Regions from separate parts of the Bactrocera dorsalis genome. Here region 1 is linked to region 2. Evidence: chromatin contacts called from public Hi-C data. All regions are on one chromosome and are shown on one strand. Each heading gives the region's core, a stretch centred on a gene start, on an enhancer-like site or on the middle of the called end of the contact. The rest is flanking DNA. Distances are from core to core; before and after follow the strand shown.

What was found. Hi-C and Micro-C count contacts between places; a contact is called where the count stands out from the background.
Region 1: a Hi-C map of whole body shows a contact between it and region 2, with 4 times the contacts expected there. The contact joins the enhancer-like site here to the promoter of LOC105231052 in region 2. A contact is called at or near these places in 2 of 2 Hi-C or Micro-C datasets (both in whole body).

The regions. Positions count from the first base shown.
Region 1 is chr2:24,636,732-24,642,674 of ASM2337382v1, forward strand. No RefSeq gene overlaps it. Among protein-coding and RNA genes, the nearest start is that of LOC105231054, 4.5 kb to the right of the region's middle. Within about 2 kb of position 2,075, the one cell type or tissue checked has open chromatin away from gene starts, as enhancers often do.
Region 2 is chr2:24,588,993-24,594,400 of ASM2337382v1, forward strand. It overlaps LOC105231052 (general odorant-binding protein 99a), which reads left to right and starts at 1,934. Exons shown (of 2, transcript XM_011212143.4): 1 at 1,934-2,092; 2 at 2,153-2,610. The coding sequence starts at 2,054. The coding sequence ends at 2,539.

The sequences.
Region 1 (5,943 bases), core at 825-3,324, 48 kb after region 2:
TAGAGGAGAAGTGAGCTTCTTCACTGATGGGTTAAAGCTTGGGGGAACGTTGATGGAGGAACCTACTGTCAGTAGCTCACTATCAACTTCAGTTTTAGACTTCCCTACTATTGCAGCGTCTTCCAGGCCGAGGTTGCAACCTTTTACTGCTTCGGAGTGCAGCATCATTCAAGGAAGTGTCCATCCACTCATTTAGCAGAGCGGCGATACTAATCTTGAACTCATTAACATTGCGTTCAGAGCTGGTGCCCAGTGTTTTTGTGCATCGAGTGTTTTTGTGATAAGACTGGTATGGCTTGCAAATCACAGCGGAATCGCAGGAAACTGTAAAGATGATGAGCAGGCAAGAAAAGGCACCCTAAAACCGCTATCGATAGAATGGGAGCGGATCGGTACTCCCGTATCTTCTTGTGTTTTACTACTAAATACCTTGGGGGAAGCATCGAAAGCCGAAGTGCGGAACTTTAATCCGCTAAATCTAACCTACTCCCAACTCAGGAATCTCCCACAGAACCTCCGGCTAGGTATTACTTCGTAAAGGGGCAAGACATTTCAGTCTCCTCTATTGCGCGGAGTGACGGACGCCTAGTCTGTTGAAAAATCTCAGTTTGGTCATTATGATCGCTGACAGCTTTCCATTTATCAGTCGACTGACACATGAGTGTCGTCAAGTTATCGACCGTAAAACTACCACTGAGTGTGGTTTTTAGCTGTTCCCTTGTATTCTAAAATCGAGTGCAATGAAATAATACAAGTTCCGAGTCTTCTATATACTCTGTACATGTCGGACAGTTCGGACTAATGTCATTGTGGAATCTGAAAAGGTAGCTTCTAAAGCATCCATGTCCACTAAGTATTTGGGTGAGGCTAGAAATCCTACCAGGCGCCATCTGCAGAAGCTGTATGGAAGAAGAAGAGATGGAAGCAGCTCAACATTTCCTTCTTGACATCAAGACTTAAACACTTGGGAACGCATACCTTCTGACATCCCACCGAGCTGGCGGAAATGAAATCATTTGTATAGGCCACAAGCGTTTTGTTAATTTATAGCTCGAACACAGGAGTTCTTTTCTATGGAATCACAAAGGATTACATTACAATATGTTACAGGCGATCTTAGATCAGCCATCTAACCTAACCCTTCGCTTTCATTAAATTGGCTGAAAATGTAACATTTTATATACACACAGACTTAATTCCAAATATTAACAATTAATTTTTTCAATTGTCAATTCTAAACCTCTCCTCCTTTTCAAACATACCAGTTTCCCTCAAGCAAAGGCAAAGTTCACATCCCATAAGTGATTGCTTAGTCTGTCTTACTTATTAAAAAAAACAAGATTATATAATCAATTTATGAAAATCAATATTCGCATTGCACCTAGAATGTGTTTGTATGCACTTATCGATGTTCACTAGCACCACAATCACCTTTCTATTAAGTGCAATCAATTTCTTATTATTGATTTATTATCCAGTTTTCCCCACGTCTCTCTGTCAACCTAATACAAATATGTTTGTGTATATGTGTATGCTTTTCGTCCTCCTCCCAATTGATCTTCAATTAAGTTCGACTGCTTTTCAATTCTATTTACAACTTTTCAATTAAGTGGCAACCAACAGGTTTGCTGTTTGCTGTGGCCTATCACTGCCTATCACCGACGCTTTTGTTTTGTCTTTGTGTTGTTGTGTTTTCACTCATTTAAGAATTTATGAACATAAAGCAAAAATTAGCTTCAAGTATGTAATATAAAACTTATTAAGCAAACACACATGCATACAGGTACATAACATACATATGTATATAACTCATAAATCGGTCAGTTATGAATCATTATAGCGTATATTTATACATATATATTTTTGTTTTTACTTTTCAAAGTTCAATACACCGCTGATATTTACGACTAAACGGCAAGTAAATATAAGGAAAGCCAATTTTCTCACAACATACCTACATACATACATACGAAACACACACACACACAAAATTGTTGGCTTTCGCATGCAAAGTGTCCACTCGAATCGTTAATGGCACCGCACTCACATGCCTCGTGAATTATATTCGTATGTATGCATGTGTGTGTATGTTTGTAATACAATGCCTCGCATAAATTTAAAAATAAACAATCAATTTATGATCGCTTTAAACGATCGCCAATACACACACATACTACTAGGTGTCGCGTTGATAGCTTCAATACATACACATACACGTAGTTTGTTTACATAAATGTTCGTCACGTGATTTTGCCAACTCAATTACAAAGTTATACGTTACAAGCCAACTATTATTGCCTCTCTTTTTGAGCTTGTTCTGCTCATTTTCTGACACACATTTCTAAATTAAAAACAACATTCCATCCTAGGCATACCAGCCCATAGACTTACATGTACATATGTACACACATATATGTATTTATATTGAATTTTTATTTAAATAAATGTAAACTGCTATAATTAACAGACTTCAACGAACCTTAAACTAATTTTAAATTAATTAATATATTAGTAGGCATTTTGTAAACCAATGAATAACTGCCAATCGCAATTAAAAGCACGTTTAAGTTACACGTTTGTCTGATGACACGATAAGTTGTTGATAATAAGCGCTTGAAAAACGACTTATCTCAATACTTACAGTTTTTAAACATAACAACAAAGTAAGAACGAAAATATTTTATATTTTTGTGTTACACGCGATCTCCGACATCAATAAAAAAGTTCTTTCTTGCTGCAGTGATTTTCGCTTTCTCTGCGAATGCAACTTCAAAAGAATGTTACGCTAGAAGACATTGCCTACCATCGAAAAAAAATCAAAAATTGGCAAATGACGACGTATTTGAAGTAAATATTTAAATTTTAATATTTAAAATAAGGAAAAAATAATAAATTAATTTTTCAAAATTTTACTCTCAAATATGCCCCGTTAAAGTATGAAACTTTTAAGCCAGAAGTGTCGTCAGAAGTTTTCCAAACTATCGTCTGAAGTTTTTATAGCAACCTTTTAAACAGGGTACTCACCAGAACTCTATTTGCATTTTAAAAAGTGTGTTGAATATTTTCTTGATTCCTTTACATTATCTCATCGTCTTATTTCATCTAGTTTCCTAGATCTTCAGTGTAAAACCATCTTCTGGCAATTGAGTTTATTATATCCTCTTTCCATTTAATCGAAACTTACCGGTTTCGATTATCCGGTAACAAAGTATTAACATTGGATTATGGTGATTCGTGTTAAGGAAATTCAAGTGTTAGATATAATACAGCTGAGTTCCGAAAATGTGTGGACTTTTGTTTACTAGTTACGCCAACTACCGCATAGTATATACATATATAAAATGTGAGCCATTTCGAGGTTCCCTATTTTTTTAAAGGAATTTGTTCATATAGACTTAGACTTTAGACTTTACTTATCCCCACAGGAAAAAGTCTAACGCTGTGATATCACACAATCTTGGTGGTCAATTGACCTGCCTAAAATGTGCATCCATTGATTGATGTGACATCTGGGAAGAGGTTCCGTCTTGTTCAAACCAAATGTCGGCGAGATCACGAGCTTCAATATCAGGCATCAATAGTCTTGTCGCCATTGACGGTGACATTCTCACCTGCTTCGTTTTTGAGGAAATATGAACCGATGATTCCACTGTTCTACAAACCACAACAAACCGGTTGCTTTTTTCTCTCTCTCTCTCTTGAATCTCATCAGATTGCTCTCTGTCCAAATGCGGTAATTTTGCTTATTTACATACTCATTGCGCCAGAAATGGGACTCACCGCTGAACAAAACGTCGGATCTTCTTGGAACTTTTCAAGAGCCCATAGAGTGAAGCGATGTCACTTGGGAAGGTCGAGCGACTTCAGTTCTTGCACAAATGTATTTTGTACGCTTTCAATTTAAGATCTCGACGTAAAATGCGTCAAGTCATTAGTCCGAGTTGCTGCAAACGGCGTCGAATAGACTATTCACGGTCTTCGTGTACACTCTCAGTTACGGCTACTATATTTTCTGCTATACTATATTTTCTTCACTGCGTGCTGAACGTGATCTATTCGGTCGAATATTTTCAAAAAACGAATGTTGGGTCACAAGATAGTTGATGGTGTTGCGAATAGTACCCTCAGTAGGCCGTTTATGTTAACCATAATTTGAGCGAACCGCCCAAAAGACATTCTTAACACAACGTGAATTTTCGTAATAAAGTTGAACGATTTGTAAACGTTGTTCAATGGTAAGTCTTTCCATGATGAAATGTCAAACAATACTGAACAAAAATTACATGATAGCTTGAGGCGACTCACGCGCGATTTTTCAAAAAAAATGCTATTGAAAAATTTGCCTATACATGGATCACCGTTATATACGTATAATAATTTTTGTTATATTAGAAGACAAATATGTTGTTTAGTAGTGCTTGGAGCCATGCTCTCGTACTGTAGTAATGGCTAAAGTTAACGCAATACATCTACTATATTCCAAGCGTCACCCGAACGTTGCCCTTCCTTACTTGTTTTTAATTACCATACGCATTATTGACGTATAATTTAACATTGAGAGTTTTGAATTTATCAATATATTTTATATGTATATTCAATAGTAGCCTTATTTGTGTATAATGCAGCCTAACGCCTTTGACTAGCATCACATGACCTGAACACCTAGTGTGTTAATCTTTTAGGGGATTTTTCTACAACAAAACCAAAATTCAACGAAAATGTCAAGCAGCGACCACGCACACATAGACACAACCACAAACACATACATACAAGTGCATAATTGGAAATAAACGTAGTAGGTCATTGTCGCTATTGATTGGATTTCTCTTTGGCCATTGGGGTTTTTACACAAAAGAACAGCTTTGAATTCAGATGAATTTTAAACGCTATTTCTATTCTAATTTTCCTCATGAAGTTTCAACTAATATACAGTGAAGTGTAGAAGGGGGTTACCATATCATTTTACAGTAAAATTTTTTTTCTACATTAAAACGATCCACGCCCAAAACATCACAATGTGAAAGTGATACCTGTGTCGGAATCTACATTTTAATATACAGTATAATCATATCTATACATGTGGTAAATATATTAATATACATACATATGTATGTACATATGTAATTATGAATGTGTATGAAAGTATAACATCGCAAACCAGATCTAACAACAATTTCCATTCCAACCGCCTCAAGCAAAAAACAACTTCAAAAAATCCCCATATCAACTTTTTCCTTGAAAAGAATAAATGCCTTACGTAGACAATGGTCGATGAAATTAAAAATAATAGCTGGAGGCATAAAAGTTTTGGATAATAACTATAATGAGAAAGCACGAAATTAAAGCGAAAAAAAAATCATAAGAAAGAAAAATAAATTAGAAGTGTTTAATAGTAGAAAATCGGCTCACATTTTTGTTACATAGTTACCTTAACTTAGGTCTGAAAATAAAAAGAGAATTTTAGCAAACGAGAGAGATAATCGACAATAATAGCATTATGGGGCTGAACCTGAATAAACTAAAAAAGATCTCGTAAAACGTATAGAAATTTAATAAAACACATGAGACTAAAAATCCCAGTCACAAGCCTTGTAAAAGCGTGTTATTCCGCTATTAGTATTAACAAAAACTGTAATAAAAATTTAAATTGACTCTCGGTTTTGCAATTAACGTGAAATGATCGAATTAATTTTGTAAGCACTATAATTTTAAAATTATATAAAAATACGATAATATATCTGTATCTATTCTATATGTACTATTTATGCGGAATATTCAGAGGCTTAGTGAGAATTACGTTCCAGTGGGGAGACAGTTTTGTTGTGAGTTCTGCCAAAAAATCCAAAACTTCTGAAAGCCATTTTTTCTACACAAAGCTCGAAAACGACAGAAAGACTTTTTTGTTAATAGCTAATTCTATATGGGTCTCTTAAAGTTTTTAAA
Region 2 (5,408 bases), core at 684-3,183:
ATTGTAAATACAACTTTGTTTATGAAAAAATAATAATTAACAGTGTTTAAAAAAAAAAAGGACAAAAATCCCGAATATCCCGGGAAATTAATTTTAAATCCCGGGAGGAGTTTTAAGTCCGGGATCCCGGGATTTCGGGAGCCCGGGAGCCCGGGAGTGGGAGCTCTAATGCCTACAACAATAGAAAAATTACTTGCCATATACTCATTTAAAATGACAATTTTGAATCGGTTATTGTTGTTGTTACGGCTAAAGTTCCTTAGAAACTGTTGCCGAGTTGACAGCTCTTTGCTGGTTATAAATTCGGATTGCCCCGGTGGTAAAAAAAAAGATATAGAAATTTTAATATAACGACTTAAGGCCAAAATTTCTCAGCCAGTTTTGTCTATCTTGGAACCAGTATTAACACAAACAACAACATCAACTTCGAAATCCAATGCAGAATAATACTTTAGACTGAATAGGCAATTGAGAAGTAAAGTCCTCTCTCGACGAACGAAGACCAAATTCTGCAAGTCACTCATCCTCCCCGACCTGCTATATGGTACAGAGTGGCATGAACGATGACGACATTTGATGAGTCGGCATTACGAGTTTTCGAGATAAAGGTTCTACGTAGAATATATGGACCTTTGCGCATTAGCAACGACGAATACCGCAGTCGATGGAACGACCCGCTGTATGAGATATACGACGCCATTGACAAAGAATGACAGAGTGACTATTTAGCTCAGTATCACGTCCGTGGAAAGTACCTTTACCTCCTTATTCAAATTTGCAGAATTTATACTTTTATTACTCGCAATTAAACATTTTTGTCTATACTTAGTTTGTCACAATAAAATAGAGATTATATAATAAGATATTTAGCATATGTATGCCAATGTTACTCGTAATACTCTGGTACACACAAAAATCATTGTTTGACAGTTGTTAAGACGTAACGAAAGACTAGAGTCGGGTAAACCCGGTTCGTTTTTTGGGTTCATAATATTTGCATCTTCCAAACAACAACAACAGATGTGTAAAAAAAAGTTGTGTTTGCGCTTATCATACATTTTTACAACTTTGTTATTCATTTCAGTTAAATTCTGTTTATTTTGGGAAAAATGTTGCCACACATGGCAACAAATACCTGACCTTTCGCAAATCATAAGCATGGAAGTAAACAAGTAAACGTCAGCTTCATGTACACATGTATGTGTATGTAAATTTTTTATACCCTAAACAAGCTATGTTAAGTATGCTACTAAGTTTATCTGTCAGTCTATACTCGAACGAATATCCTTTAATAAAGATATCGATCTGAAATATTCCGGCTGTCTTGACGGATGTTATCACCCAAACGCCTCGATACGGCCAAGTAGGACTCCTTATTGATCGTCCGTACCTCCGGTACGTGATGCACCAAACCACAACTATCGAAAATAACAAAGAATTTTTGAGCGGCTTTGGTGTGTGGTGAAAAGGTCGAAAACGAGGTAAGTCTTCAACGATCTCTCGACCGTCTTTGAAGGATTTGTACAATTCGTATATTTGTGTTTTTGATAAATAAAACTGAATCCACATAAGCCTTTTTCAACATTCGCAACGATTCCGCAAACGAAATTTGGTTAGAAATACAAAATTTGATACAAAAAAATTATCAGGTGCACTTTTGACCCATATTACACTCGTATTTAATATAAGCATGTACTATCAATAACCGATGCTCAAATCAGTTTTTGGAGAGTATGAAGGAGATAAGATATTGCAAATGCATATGTCTGTATGTAGTAGTTCATAAATTTGAGTCAATAAATCAAAAAATAATCAGACCAAGCTTAAGTTGAGAAGATCGCTAAATACATATACATAAATATGTATGTCATGTAATGAGACTAAATCGATCAAACGAACTATTAAACAGCAAAATAATATGAAATTGACTCAATGCATTTGCCCGCTCACCAACCGAGTTGGATGTGCTTGTATAAATATGGGATTGCAATAGTTCTTTATATCAGTTGTGCTCTGAGTCCAGCGGAGAAAGTCAATAAAGCCAAATTCCAATATGCAATTCTTCATTGTGATCCTTGTAGTCATTGCATTGGTACGTACATCACATCAATATTTTACACCATTACTATATCTTATATAATCTCTATTTTAGGCATACGCTGAAGATGAATGGATACCAAAAACTGAAGCAGAACTTGAAGTTATCGCCCAGGAATGCCTCAAGGATTTTCCACTTAGCAAAGAACAACTGCAAAAATTTTCGAGCTTCGAATATCCCGATGAAGAACCCATTCGGAAGTACATGCTTTGTACCGCTAAGAGAGTGGGTTTCTTCACCGAACATGAGGGCTATCATGCCGATCGTGTTGCCAAACAATTAAAAATGGATTTGGATGAGGCTGAGATCGTTGCCATCAATGATGGTTGCGCGGACAAGAACGTCGAGGGTAGCAGCGCTGATGTATGGGCCTATCGTGTTCACAAGTGTGTTATGGCCAGCAAAATCGGTGAACATGGGAAAGCTTACTTCCAAAAATGATAGAAGAAGCCAAAAAACATTAAATTACTAGAGCTGCCCTCCGTTGAACAATAAAGTATATTTTATTAAGTGTTATAATTGTGTGGTTATTACTCGTATACATTGGATCATGTGACAAGGCAAAGCAAGATGTATTAATGGAATCTTATTCGATAAAGTGAACCTGTATAATATAGACATTATCACTCTTCTTCGATAAGCGATTCAGTTATCAAATATTGGTAGCCGAAAAAGTCTTTTCGTATTTTGTTAATACATATCGTTGCAGTCGTATATTCCAGTGCTACCAATCACATTGGACCATATAGTGTTGAAAAGGTGAGATTTTAAGTTTCATTTAACTAAAAAATTAAATTCGGTGAAGCTATGCAGCTGTTAAAAAATCAGTGAAAATAATGAAGAAATTCGATACATTTTGAAACTTTTGTATAAAAAAGGGCAGAATGCCACGCAAGCCGACAATGAAATTTGTGAAGTTTAAAGAGACGATGCTGTATCAGTTCGTTAAGCACAACAATAGTTCACTCGCTTTTGTTCTGGAAATTTCGAAATTTCGATTTACACTGATGGAATAATGTCTCTAGCGAAAAAAATGGCAAATAGTGGGTGACCAAAATGGTACATATTTGTTTGTTTATTTATTAGTATAAATATAAAAAAATTAGTTGAAGTTTGATTAAAAATACGAAAAAACTCAATATATCATTATATCATTCCACTCGTTCTGAGTAAATTTTATACCTTCTATTGAGCCATATGCAGGAGCAGTCGTCGTGGGGAGTCGACTTCTAATAATATTTATGCTGTTTATATTGGTATATATAAGTGATTTTTTAATAAAATTAAGTGAATAAGTTTCCTAAACATAATGTAGTTTGGCGCTGAATATAAGATTTCAGTTTCACTGGATGACCTTTTCTCGGCATCTTTGGTTAAGTCGGTATCACATGCCTCGTTAGCCTTTTATATTTCGGGATTCGAGAACAAAAACAAATTTTAATAATCGAAAATCGCTTTATTGTTTTTCAAAAGTAAATGAGGCCCATTTCTGGCTCAAACAAACAAAATTTCCACAATTGGGATGAAGTGCAACCTGAAAAGATTCAAGAACTGCCATTTTATCTAGAAAAAACAACGGTTTGGTGTGGTTTGTGGGCCAGTGGAATCATCGGTCTAGGCGACACTTAGTTTCAACAAGACAGGCCACTTCTCACAAATCGCATCGAACAATGAATCTATTGAGAGTACTTTGGTGAGAATATAATTTCCTGTTTTGAGCCGGTCGATTGGCCAAACAGATCGTGTGATATCACGCCGTTATACTTTTTCCTGTTGGGATATGTGTATAAAGGCTATGCAGACAATTCCACTTTGATTCAGATCTTGGAGCAAAACATTACGCGTCTCATGCGCCAGTTACCAGTCGAAATGCTCGAACGAGTCATCGAAAATTGAACTCAACAGATGGACCAACCGAGACGTAGCCACGACCAAAATTTGAAAGAGATAATCTTCAAAAAATAAATGCCAAAGAATAATCTTTCGAATGATAATAATCATTTTCCATTAATTTTGAAGTTTTTGTGTTTTTACTTTAAAAAACTAACAAGAAAGCACTCGAAGTTAATGTTTTTTCTTGTTATGTTTGTAAGTTATCCATAGTGTTGTCAAAAAAAAAGTTATTTAAAAAGCCTCCACAATGAAATGTTGAATCTGTTATCAGAGCAATAACATGTATAGCATTTAGGTATATAAATACGTAGAGCAGATATTATATGTACATATGTATGTACGTGCGACGTTCTTAATTAAATATAGACACACTCTTTGCTATCATGACACAGCGCAGAAGCAGTCCAGCCTCAGTTTCATTTATCATTATTAGTTCTTGTACGCATTCCATAAAAATAATCTACAATAATGTGCAAACAAAGATGATATATAGTACACATATGTATATATTTATATAAGAAGTGGCCGCTTCAAAGTTGATTAGCTCACCTGTGTCTGGCGCTTACAAGCGATAGGCAGAGCGTTTCTTCTTCTACCACGGCGAGCAAATGATCAGCGGCAAGTGCCGCTTTGAACTCCAAATTTCTAGTTTGAACCAAATCGGTTTTATTTTTGAAATATATACAAGTTATATATATATATAAGTACATATGTAGTAGAACTGGGCTAAAGATCCAGAAAAGATGCATATAATATAGTCAATGGATATTTCTTATATTATAAATTTCCTCTACGCATACGCTTTGAATCTTACGCATACATATATAGTATGTATACATATATGTACATACCCACATGCATAAGCTAATATATTTTTATTTTTCTTTGAAGCTCTTAAATTGCGCGCAATTAGTAGTAAGCAGCGCTGGTGCGATGCGCTCGACACTCACGAATTAGTAAAGAAATAATTATGCTTCATCTTAGCAACTACACATACATTTACACATGCATTCAAATGTCAATATAACACTGGCTTCAACAAACATATCTATTAAGCGACTACAGCATTACATGACCGAAGAAATTTCAGCCTTGACAATGACTTATAAATGACAATCAGCGCGGCTGTCAGCAATTATGAGATCGTGCTTTTCGTATTATTTCGCAAAATGAAGCCAATTTGCTAAGCATCAGCAAAAAACAAAAAAGAATAAAGAATTAAATATTAATGTGAGGTGTTATAATCGTATTACCTTCATAAAAAAGTTAAGTTATAAACGTCTGTATGTAATAGTTTGTTAACTTTGAAATGCTATAATGTGCTTGTTTTGTGGTGATTTGGCATTTTTTTTGTCAATTAATGCTAACACATCAGAGCCATGGTAAGTTTTTATATATTCAAACTACAAGTAAACAG